Linked DNA regions of Mus musculus: regions 1 and 3 are each linked to region 2. Evidence: chromatin contacts called from public HiCAR-type and capture Hi-C data. All regions are on one chromosome and are shown on one strand. Each heading gives the region's core, a stretch centred on a gene start, on an enhancer-like site or on the middle of the called end of the contact. The rest is flanking DNA. Distances are from core to core; before and after follow the strand shown. Region 1 has its middle 7.2 kb from the start of Gm30692. Region 2 has its middle 27 kb from the start of 4930413E20Rik. Region 3 has its middle 23 kb from the start of Gm30633.

The links. HiCAR-type assays count read pairs that join an accessible place to other places. Capture Hi-C pulls out chosen DNA fragments and counts their contacts.
Region 1: a capture Hi-C map of embryonic stem cells shows a contact between it and region 2, with 5 times the contacts expected there. The contact joins two enhancer-like sites. A contact is called at or near these places in 1 of 484 Hi-C or Micro-C datasets (embryonic stem cells), 4 of 115 datasets of contacts at active chromatin or transcription factors (all in embryonic stem cells) and 1 of 9 other capture datasets (embryonic stem cells).
Region 3: a contact with region 2 is called in a HiCAR-type map of embryonic stem cells, with 19 times the contacts expected there. The contact joins two enhancer-like sites. A contact is called at or near these places in 5 of 115 datasets of contacts at active chromatin or transcription factors (embryonic stem cells, epiblast stem cells and trophoblast stem cells) and 1 of 9 other capture datasets (embryonic stem cells).

What each region holds. Positions count from the first base shown.
Region 1 is chr8:24,418,101-24,420,909 of GRCm38.p6, reverse strand. No RefSeq gene overlaps it. Among named protein-coding and RNA genes, the nearest start is that of Gm30692, 7.2 kb to the right of the region's middle. Within about 2 kb of position 1,444, at least 147 of the 459 cell types and tissues checked have an H3K27ac peak or open chromatin away from gene starts, as enhancers often do. A contact at or near this core is called in embryonic stem cells, where this site is marked.
Region 2 is chr8:23,560,293-23,563,427 of GRCm38.p6, reverse strand. No RefSeq gene overlaps it. Among named protein-coding and RNA genes, the nearest start is that of 4930413E20Rik, 27 kb to the right of the region's middle. Within about 2 kb of position 1,252, at least 25 of the 459 cell types and tissues checked have an H3K27ac peak or open chromatin away from gene starts, as enhancers often do. A contact at or near this core is called in embryonic stem cells and epiblast stem cells, where this site is marked.
Region 3 is chr8:24,358,070-24,361,057 of GRCm38.p6, reverse strand. No RefSeq gene overlaps it. Among named protein-coding and RNA genes, the nearest start is that of Gm30633, 23 kb to the left of the region's middle. Within about 2 kb of position 1,712, at least 37 of the 459 cell types and tissues checked have an H3K27ac peak or open chromatin away from gene starts, as enhancers often do. A contact at or near this core is called in embryonic stem cells and epiblast stem cells, where this site is marked.

The DNA.
Region 1 (2,809 bases), core at 195-2,694, 860 kb before region 2:
CGGTGTGTGTGTGTGTGTGTGTGTGTGTGTGTGTGTGTGCGCGCACGCAATGGCTGTCTGTCTTTATGATTTAGATTCCTTGTGCATACATTTCTGATTTAGATTTTACCATTGCAGTTTATCACCAAGGAGAAGATTTTACAGAGTGTCTGGGGTACACTGTCTCTGTCGGCTTCAAACTACCTCACTAACTCAGAATGCCCACACTTCCCAGAGAAATGCCCTTGGGTAAAGGTCTTCCCCACAACACAGGACGCGCCTGCTCTCTTTCCCAAGCAAGAGCGCCCAGCCCTTCAGAGGTGAGGGAAGCTGACAGGAAATGATTCAGGAACCAGCGGTGCGTTTGCCTTGCCGCCCCTGTGCAGGCAGGAGGGAGCTTGCCATTCCCTGAAAGGCTTACTCAGTTATTCCACAGGCTCTAAAAATTGTGAAACTTCTGTCTGTTCTTTGTCTTTGGCAGTCTCCACCTGTGCAGTGGGCGGGTCTAAACGCTGCCTCCCTGTGAAATCTACTGTGCTCAAATATCTAGTTCTCTCTGTCTCTATCTGTCTCTATCTCTGTGTCTGTCTGTCTCTCTGTCTCTGTCTGTCTGTCTTTCTGTCTCTCTCTCTCTCTCTCTCTCTCTCTCTGTGTGTGTGTGTGTGTGTGTGTGTGTGTGTGTGTGTGTGTGACAGAAAGCTCAGCAAAGAGAGAAAGGTAGCTTTGGGGGATGAGAGGGGAGCTGTTGCCTGAGCTTCAGTACCTGGCATTTGTATTGTGTCTGTAGAATACAGCAACGTGACTCTCCAGACTCACTGTAGCTGCTGTGTGGAAGGAAGGTAGACAAGACGAGGGACAACGGTGTGGACGGAGAGAACAAGGAGACTTGGGTGGCTCTAAACATCAAAGAGGCAGCCTGGGAGAAGTAAGTTTTTGTGGAAGGCACGGCTAGAAATGACACAACAAATCTGTCCTAGAGCCTAGCTGTGCCCCTTGAGGCTGCAGCATCGGAAGTCAGCAGGGCACACCCCAGCTGCGCAGTGTCAGCAGGTTTGGAGTAGGGCTCAGGCAAGTGGCCTACAGTGTGGCAGATTGCTCATGGCCCTCCGGGACTTTTTAGATCTGGGAGAGCTAATCCTGTTTCTCCCTCACTCCACTGCCATTTGTAGTCACTGCAGGGGACACCACTCCTGAAACAGGAGACTACCTAGCATCTAGCACCATGAGAGAACGGAGCCCAGTCAGTCACCACAGACAGTACGATCAAGCAGTAGGCCTTTATGGGGAGTAGCCATGCGTGACTTAGTAGCAGGGAATCTTGGTGGCCTTCTGAAAGGGGAAGGGGTGTGTTCTTCCAGAGTAACACTTTGCCCTTTGAATGTGATTAGCAAGACAGGGATGGTCTATTCTTTAAAGGTCTCCCAGTGACCAAATTTGGCTTCTGAGAACTGACCTGCGGAACTACGCCTGAGTCATGTCTGTTTGCTTCATTGTCTGTCTTGGTTGTCATGGAAACATCACAGCTCAGTCCAAGGGTTCAGATTCCCGAAGTTAGCCTCAAACTAATCTATACAGATAGGTTTGCTTTCTTTGTCAGTCTTCAGTGACATCCTGCCCCACTCAAAGTAGAAGCTGAAGAATTCAACACTGCCCAGGGACAAGCCTAGTCTTTTCATCAGAGTAAAAATGTCCTCCCCTGTGTTTTGCTGGGAGCATGGTAATGATATTTAAAGAAATTCCAGATCACTTCCTGGTTATCTGACTGGAGGATCAAAGTTGTTCCCTTGTTAACATAGAAGCCCCACACATGCGAAAGGAATGTCAGAGCTCTTGACATTGTCTGTTTTGGTTTCATCCCTTAGCAAAATCTCAGGCCAGATCTGAGTAGCTCTGGGCATTTCTCTCGGAAGGATGCTCTCTGATGAGATATTTGGTGAATCTCTATTTCGTTTGATTCCTTGATAATATCTGCAAATCTCTCCAACTCAGACTCAAGGAAGGTTCAGATGGGATGGGTGTATGGTTTTCTTCAGGAGGCTGTTTGAACCAGATGCTCCACAGCCTTGCACCACAGCACAGCACAGTTGCTTGAACGGGGAGGCGATTTGCTTTGTTTATTACCTATACTGTTGAGAGTTATAAGTTGCCACTAACACTGTGCGAGCTCAAGGGGACAAAGAGAAAGGAAGGTGGTAGAGAAACTCACCGTAGATACGTATAAGGTGTCATGATGACTACACAGGGCTAACATGCAAATTACCTAGGACCCGTCTTATTCGAAGTAAGTGCTTACAAATGTCAAATTCCTTTCTCTTTCATTGGTTGGTAGTCATTGCCTGGTTGATATAAGGGAGGAAACATGTCTGATTACAATCCAGATGGATTTACCATTTTGCTAAACGCACAAAGAAACAAATCATATCAACGGAAAAGAGATCGGTGTGGACTGGAACAACAGACATACTTACTATAGTATGTAGACTGAAACTTAACAGTTTTCCCTGTCTTCTGTATCCCATGGAGGATGAGGAGCCATTTTAACAATCATAGATTCACATTCACTGACAGTTCTCTCTCATTATAGGAACCTGGTCCTGTATGAAACCTCAACCTGTTATTTCTATTGATAAATAGTGACTGTGCATCAGCCCCCTGCTCCTCTCTCTGGCTGATAGGGTCTCACACCTCTCTGATAGTGATAACTCCCCCACCCCCGGGAATCACGTAGGGGACGTACTCATCAGTGCTGGTAGTGTTAGTATTGGTATCAGCTGTGGGAAAGGTCTGGTTCTTGACCTATAGGACCCGTTCTGTTACTTCGTACTCCAGG
Region 2 (3,135 bases), core at 3-2,502:
CCATCCTTCCCGACCCCGGCTGTCTAGTTAGGCAAGAGGTAGAAAATGGTGAAATTCAGAAGGCAGAAACTGAACAAAAGTTCCTGGAAACAACAGCACCCGTGATAGAAATGCCACATCGAGAGTCACATGTGAACAGCAGTCGCCAATTCTCAGAGGAACACTGGAAGCCCTTGCTTAGCCTAGAGTCTGCGCACAACCAGCCCAAGAATGCAAAGCAGAGGAGGACTCTGAATGACCATACCCAGGGGCTAGGTGCTCTGCGCTCTTTCCTCCGCTCACCAGACCGCCCCCCCCCCCCCTTTTATTCTTGGGAGTTCCTTTTCCTTTCTTAATAAGCTGTCTACTTCTAGCCCATGCCTCACTGAAAAGGGAATGGTGTTTTCCCCATCTCTCCTATAGCAGCTGCCGAGATTTTTCAGCTAACCTGCACTATGTTTTTGTATTAAAACTCTAATAAAATTACCCTGAAGTTTTCATTTGACTCCATTTCTAAATTCTTTTATTACTGGGATTAATAGCCCCCATGGAACCCCCAAACTACCCCCAACTCAATAGTCCACCTCCAATCTTTAATAATTTGTCTGTATGTCTACTATTTGCCATAATTGGCTGATTCATTTCTGTATTCTGATAATTCCATTGGGTGTTCTCCTGTCGCCAGCCCACACCTTGGGAAGGTGAACCAGGACAATGGGTGACTCTGAGAGACTATCACCTCGAGAGCAAGAGATGGGAGGGGCCAAGCACATTGTTTATCACTCTGAAGGTGCGAATAGGGGGAAATATTCTCAGAGGTTTTATTTGAGGAAAGTGGAAAAGGCTTTTGGAAGAGTGATATTCCTCTGTGTGTGTGTGTGTGTGTGTGTGTGTGTGTGTGTGTGTGTGTGTGTGTGTGTGCGTGCGCGCGCGCGTGTGTGTATGCGCACGTGTGCACTTGCTTTATAAATTTGGCAATGTTAGGTGATTTCTCAGCATGCACATTTTAATAAAAGTGGAAGTTTAAGAGCTGAATGCAGACAAGTCACAGTAGAGTGGGAGCAAAATGTTTATACCCTCGGGTGTTTCAGTTGGCAGTTAGACCTCACCATCTCCCATCACTTCAATGAATATTGCATAAAACTCAAGACGAGCCATTTACATCCCAAGAGACTCACATCTGGGCAAGGGTCCCAGGGGAGCAGTGGTGGATGGGGAAACTGATTGAGACTTCAAACTTCAGCCCAAATGTTAAGTGGATATTCAATTGCAAATGTGTCTGCTTTGCATTCCCTGGGGCCTAGGGCTGGCATTCATGTGTTAATCAGAGTACGGGGAAACAATGTCGTTCATCAGAACCAAAAATCGTACAAATTGTTAATGCAAAGGAACTTTCAGGAAGCCAAAAGGGAACACACTTCAAAGTGAAGAAGCAGCCCCTAGTCTATTATATAAAATGCAAATCTCCGCCTTCTGCAGGTATGCCTTGCCTTTCTTTGGATTACCAAAGGTTTTGTATACAAGTCTGTTTGCAAAGATTTACCTTCACACACAAATTTCTCAGGCCTTCATTAGCCTGCAGGACCTTGTGGAACTATAGGGGCTGCTCTGATTAACACACAAGCGCTCCACTCTTTTTGCCCCTCCACCACCACCACCGAAGAAAGTCTTGAAACCAAAGGATTTGCCTCTGCAACACCCAAACTTTCTAGATCCCAACATCTTGAAGTATAGGTTATGATAGCATTATAGTCCACAGGAAGTCCTTGTTCTACTTGAAACCTAGTGACTTGGCTACTGGACTACATTTGGCTGGGTGTTGTTCATGTTTTCTCCACAGCCATTTAAGTGACTTCTTGGAGAAAAATTAAATGTTTATGTCATACATACTGGACCTCAGACGCATAGACAGACATGTTCATGCCTTGCTGCTTTCTCACAGTGCATTTTAATAACAATAAATTCAGAATCTGGTAGACTTTATGGGCTGAATTTTGCCAAGCGGTACCGATTTTTCTTGATAGCTGTGACATCCCGTAATATGTTTGTAAAAAGATAAAGTGTTAGGAGATATAAGAATATATTCTATAGGGGTGAGGTGAGGTATGAGGGAAGGGGGTGCCTCAGTGGGCCCATGCCAAGGCATCCCTTCCCCCTGAGGAACCAGCCACACGATGGATAGTATAGAATAGAGTTTATTCAGGGCATGGGAGGGGAGTTAAGAGGGTAGCAGAGACAGAGAAAGGCAGAGAGAGGGAGAGGGTAGAGAAGTAGAGGCAGGCCATGACCACGGGGAGAGGGAGAAGAGAAGCAGGGAGAGAGCAAAAGAGGAACAGGAGACCAAGAGAGCAAGGAGGGGCCAAGCAAACCTTTTTACAGTGGGGGTCAGGCCTACCTGGAAGTTGCCTGGTAACTGTGGGGCGGAGCTTAGAAAGAACGCTAACATCACGGGTTTAAGATAGAAGAGCTGGAACTAAAAATTCTTCAAGATTAACGTGTGAGAGAAGCAGTTTTCAGAGGACTGGAAACCCTTTCTCAGCCCCACCTAACAAATAGAGCATGTGTGAGACAAAACCCAAGAACTACTGTCTGGAGGAGGTAAGATAAAAGAGCGTGCTCCAGGGGGCCAGGTGCTTTGGGAGCTCCTTCCTCAGCTCACTGGCCTGCTTCCATTCTTGGGGTTCCTTTACTTTTCTTAATAAAGCTGTCTGCTTCTAATCTATGCCTAATTTAAAAGGCATGGTTTTCTCTCCAGAACTCCCATCCGGCAGTTGCCAGAATTTTTTGGAAACTAACCTGTACCATATTTTGCTTGAAACATATAATAAAACTGTCCTCAAGGTTCCTTTTTAATCCATCTCTTCATTCATTCATTCATTCATTCATTCATTTATTATTAAAGGGAACCTTCGTTACCCCAGTAACATGTGGAGACCCAGATGGGCCTCCCAGGAATGGCCTCTAAAGACTACAGGGATGCTGCGACTCAGGTGAGTTCCTTCTCAAGTTCAGGCAGCTAATCTTTGAATCTGCAGGATGTATCTTTATGCCACGCCCTAGCATACCGCACCCAATTCTCCAGCATACCTACAACAGGGATCCTGGTTGATAAGTTATGTCTCCGCTGCCAGTGAAATGAGTCAATTCAAGCCATTT
Region 3 (2,988 bases), core at 463-2,962, 800 kb before region 2:
TCTTATAGAACCAAGACTACCAGCCCAGAGATGGTCCCATCCACAAGGGGCCTTTCCCCCTTGATCACTAATTGAGAAAATGCCTTACAGTTGGATCTCATGGAGGCATTTCCTCAACTGAAGCTCCTTTCTCTGTGATAACTCCAGCTGTATCAAGTTGACACAAAACTAACCAGTACACCAAAGAACATCATTTTACAAGCCAATTTCTCTCTCCAGATCCCCCCCACCCCCCACCTTCCAGGAACAATCTATACATGTACCCATTTCCTTCTCTTCTGTGAATAAAGGTATTTTAGCATTCTAGCCTTCCTCTGAATTTCATATGTACACATAGATCACATTTGTCTGTTAATACACTGGGTGTCTGTGTTTATCTCCTATTTAGTCTGTTGGTTTCAATGGTATCCCATTTCTAAAGCACCACTCATGCTATATAGCAGCTCTGTGTTGGTGCAATTTTTAAAGCCATTTTATTGTGTTCTTATACCTTTAACTCTCTTCCCCTTTCTCCGCGCCAATCCTTTCTAACCTCCCAATACTAGGTAGGAGAGAAAGAAGGTTAGAGGGGAAAGGGGGCATAGGCTTCTATAAGCTACTTCCTGCTGATAAGAAACACTAGGTTCCTTAGGGGAAAGTACAATGTTTATAGTCAGAATATCCAGAATATCCAGAAAACCAGCAATCCAGCAATAACAAATACAAAAGCAAACCAGCAGCAGCAGCTGGGTGACAGCAGATAGGACAGCAGCAGAGGGAGCAGCAGTCACTCTAGCCCCTCTCAGGACTCTCCCACTTATACCTTCTCCAGAATCCCCAGAATTAGACTCTCTGCCCCTGGCAAATATCACACCCCCGCTAGTGCATGAGGCAAATCATAATCACCTTCTATGACCCCGCTTCTTATCCCACACTTGGGATTCAAACAAAAACATAGTCATGTAACATAACTGTGTTTTTAAAGAAACCCAAACTCTCACTACAGCTATATTCTCTCTTCAGTTCTAGAACAATCTCTTGTATAAGCTTGTTCTCTTGTTGTCTTTGAATTTCACTCTTCAAACTTGAGACAGGAACTGGCCATGGTGGCTTGGTAGGCTGTAGAATTTTCAGGGCCCCTCACCCATCGGAAACTACTCAGGCTCTACCTATCGACCCATTTTTCCTGTGTATTGAAATTATTTTGAGTTATCTTTCTCTACTTGAATATTTGGTAGATGGCTTTGGAAGGCTGGGAGTTAAATTCAGATCCTTAGACATGCTAAGCGATATATGATTCAGCCATACCCCTGCTCAAAACTGATTGTTTTAATAAAAGCAAAGACAGGGAAAGTTAAAAGATAGAGCAGAAGTTCCTTTTTTCAAGGATATAAGGAATGAGTCTTTTCTGCATTAGAGAAACTATGAATCACAAGAGGAGAAGGATTTAGTGCAGGGTTTCAATCTAGGAAACAACCTGACCCTTAATCTCTGAGCTTTCCCCTGTTGTCTCCCTTTGAGCAATACTTTAAATACCTTAAATTCCTTTCACTTTGGCTTCAGCTGGAGATATCTAAACTTGGTTCTCAAGCCACCTCTTTTAAATCTCTCTTTTTTTCTGTTCATCTTCTAGTGTCACAAGCAAGGATTGGGTATGGAGGACACCCACTGGGATTTCCAGGGTCTTGTCAGAAACAAGAATTAGACCTGAAGCATATGGATAGTGAGAGAAACAAAGGAACTGGGCTGGAGAGGTTAAGAAGCAACCAGACACTGCACTGCACTGGGCTGGGCTGGGCTGGGCTGGGCTGGGCTGGGCTGGGCTGGGCTGGGCTGGGCTGGGCTGGGCTGGGCTGGGCTGAGGTGAGCTGGGCTGGGCTGAGGTGAGCTGGGCTGGGCTGGGCTGGGCTGGGCTGGACTGGTCTGGATCTGTACAATGCAGGCTTTCTACCAGAGTGCTGTTAATGTGAGCCTTGGTGGGGAGGGCCCACAGATTTTCATGGATTCCTTCACATGTTAGTCTATATACTCCCCCTCCCCACTCTTCTGTATTGTGTACATGTGAGCTATCCTGTCGACAAACTTCTCTCTTTCTCTATTTTTCCCCACTTCAATCGGTCCTTTGTTGCAGAAGGTCCTGGTTAAGAATTCAGAGTAGAAGTGAATTATTTTTGCCTCTTACACAGATAATAAATGCTTAAGAAACATTTCCTGAGTTACACGCCAGATTATATTAACAACAGAGCCCGACAATGAAGATGTCTCTGCATCTACCAGGACACTTAAGTTTCTCAAATGTTTGCATGATAGTTAATATACAAAACGATTTTCAGGCCTTCTGTTACTGGCTCTGGGGTATTGTTAGCATACACATGATTCTGCTGGCTTGCCCTTGGGGACCTGGCAATTGCTTACCTTATCACCTGCCACTGCTGAGGCCAAGTGAGCCAGATGTGGACTGCTAGCTACCCTAGCTCTCTCTCTGTTGTCCCCAGCCAGTCTCCCTCTCCCCATTTCTGTTGTCCTCTGTTCCCCCCCCCCCCGACTCTGCTCTCAAGGCTCTGCTCCTGTCTGTCTGCCTGTCCACATATCTACTCATCTGCCTCTAACCCTTCTCCAGTTTTCACCTCCTCCCTTCCCCCAAATAAACCCTCTTACACCAACCAGATCTGTTACATTATATTTCATAACAGGTATGGCTACTTGAAAACCAATACACCAGAGACAGTGCCTGGTTGGAAGGAAGTGAGATGCTTTTTCAGGTACCATGACCCTGGAGGTGGAAGAGTTAGCGCATATTCTAGGCTCCTTCGTGAGGAACTCAAGCATGTGGAAGGTTTGTTTTTGTGGGGAGGGAGAAAAGGATCAGGGGTAGGGTATTTGCCTCTTGCTTTTCTTCCCTAGGTCCAGTTCCAAGTAGTTACACCTCACAGAAGTCTATGTGCAGTGCTAGCCAGTGCAGAGGATTACAGAACAAGGATGGCACTGCTAACTTTGAGTGGCAGTAAA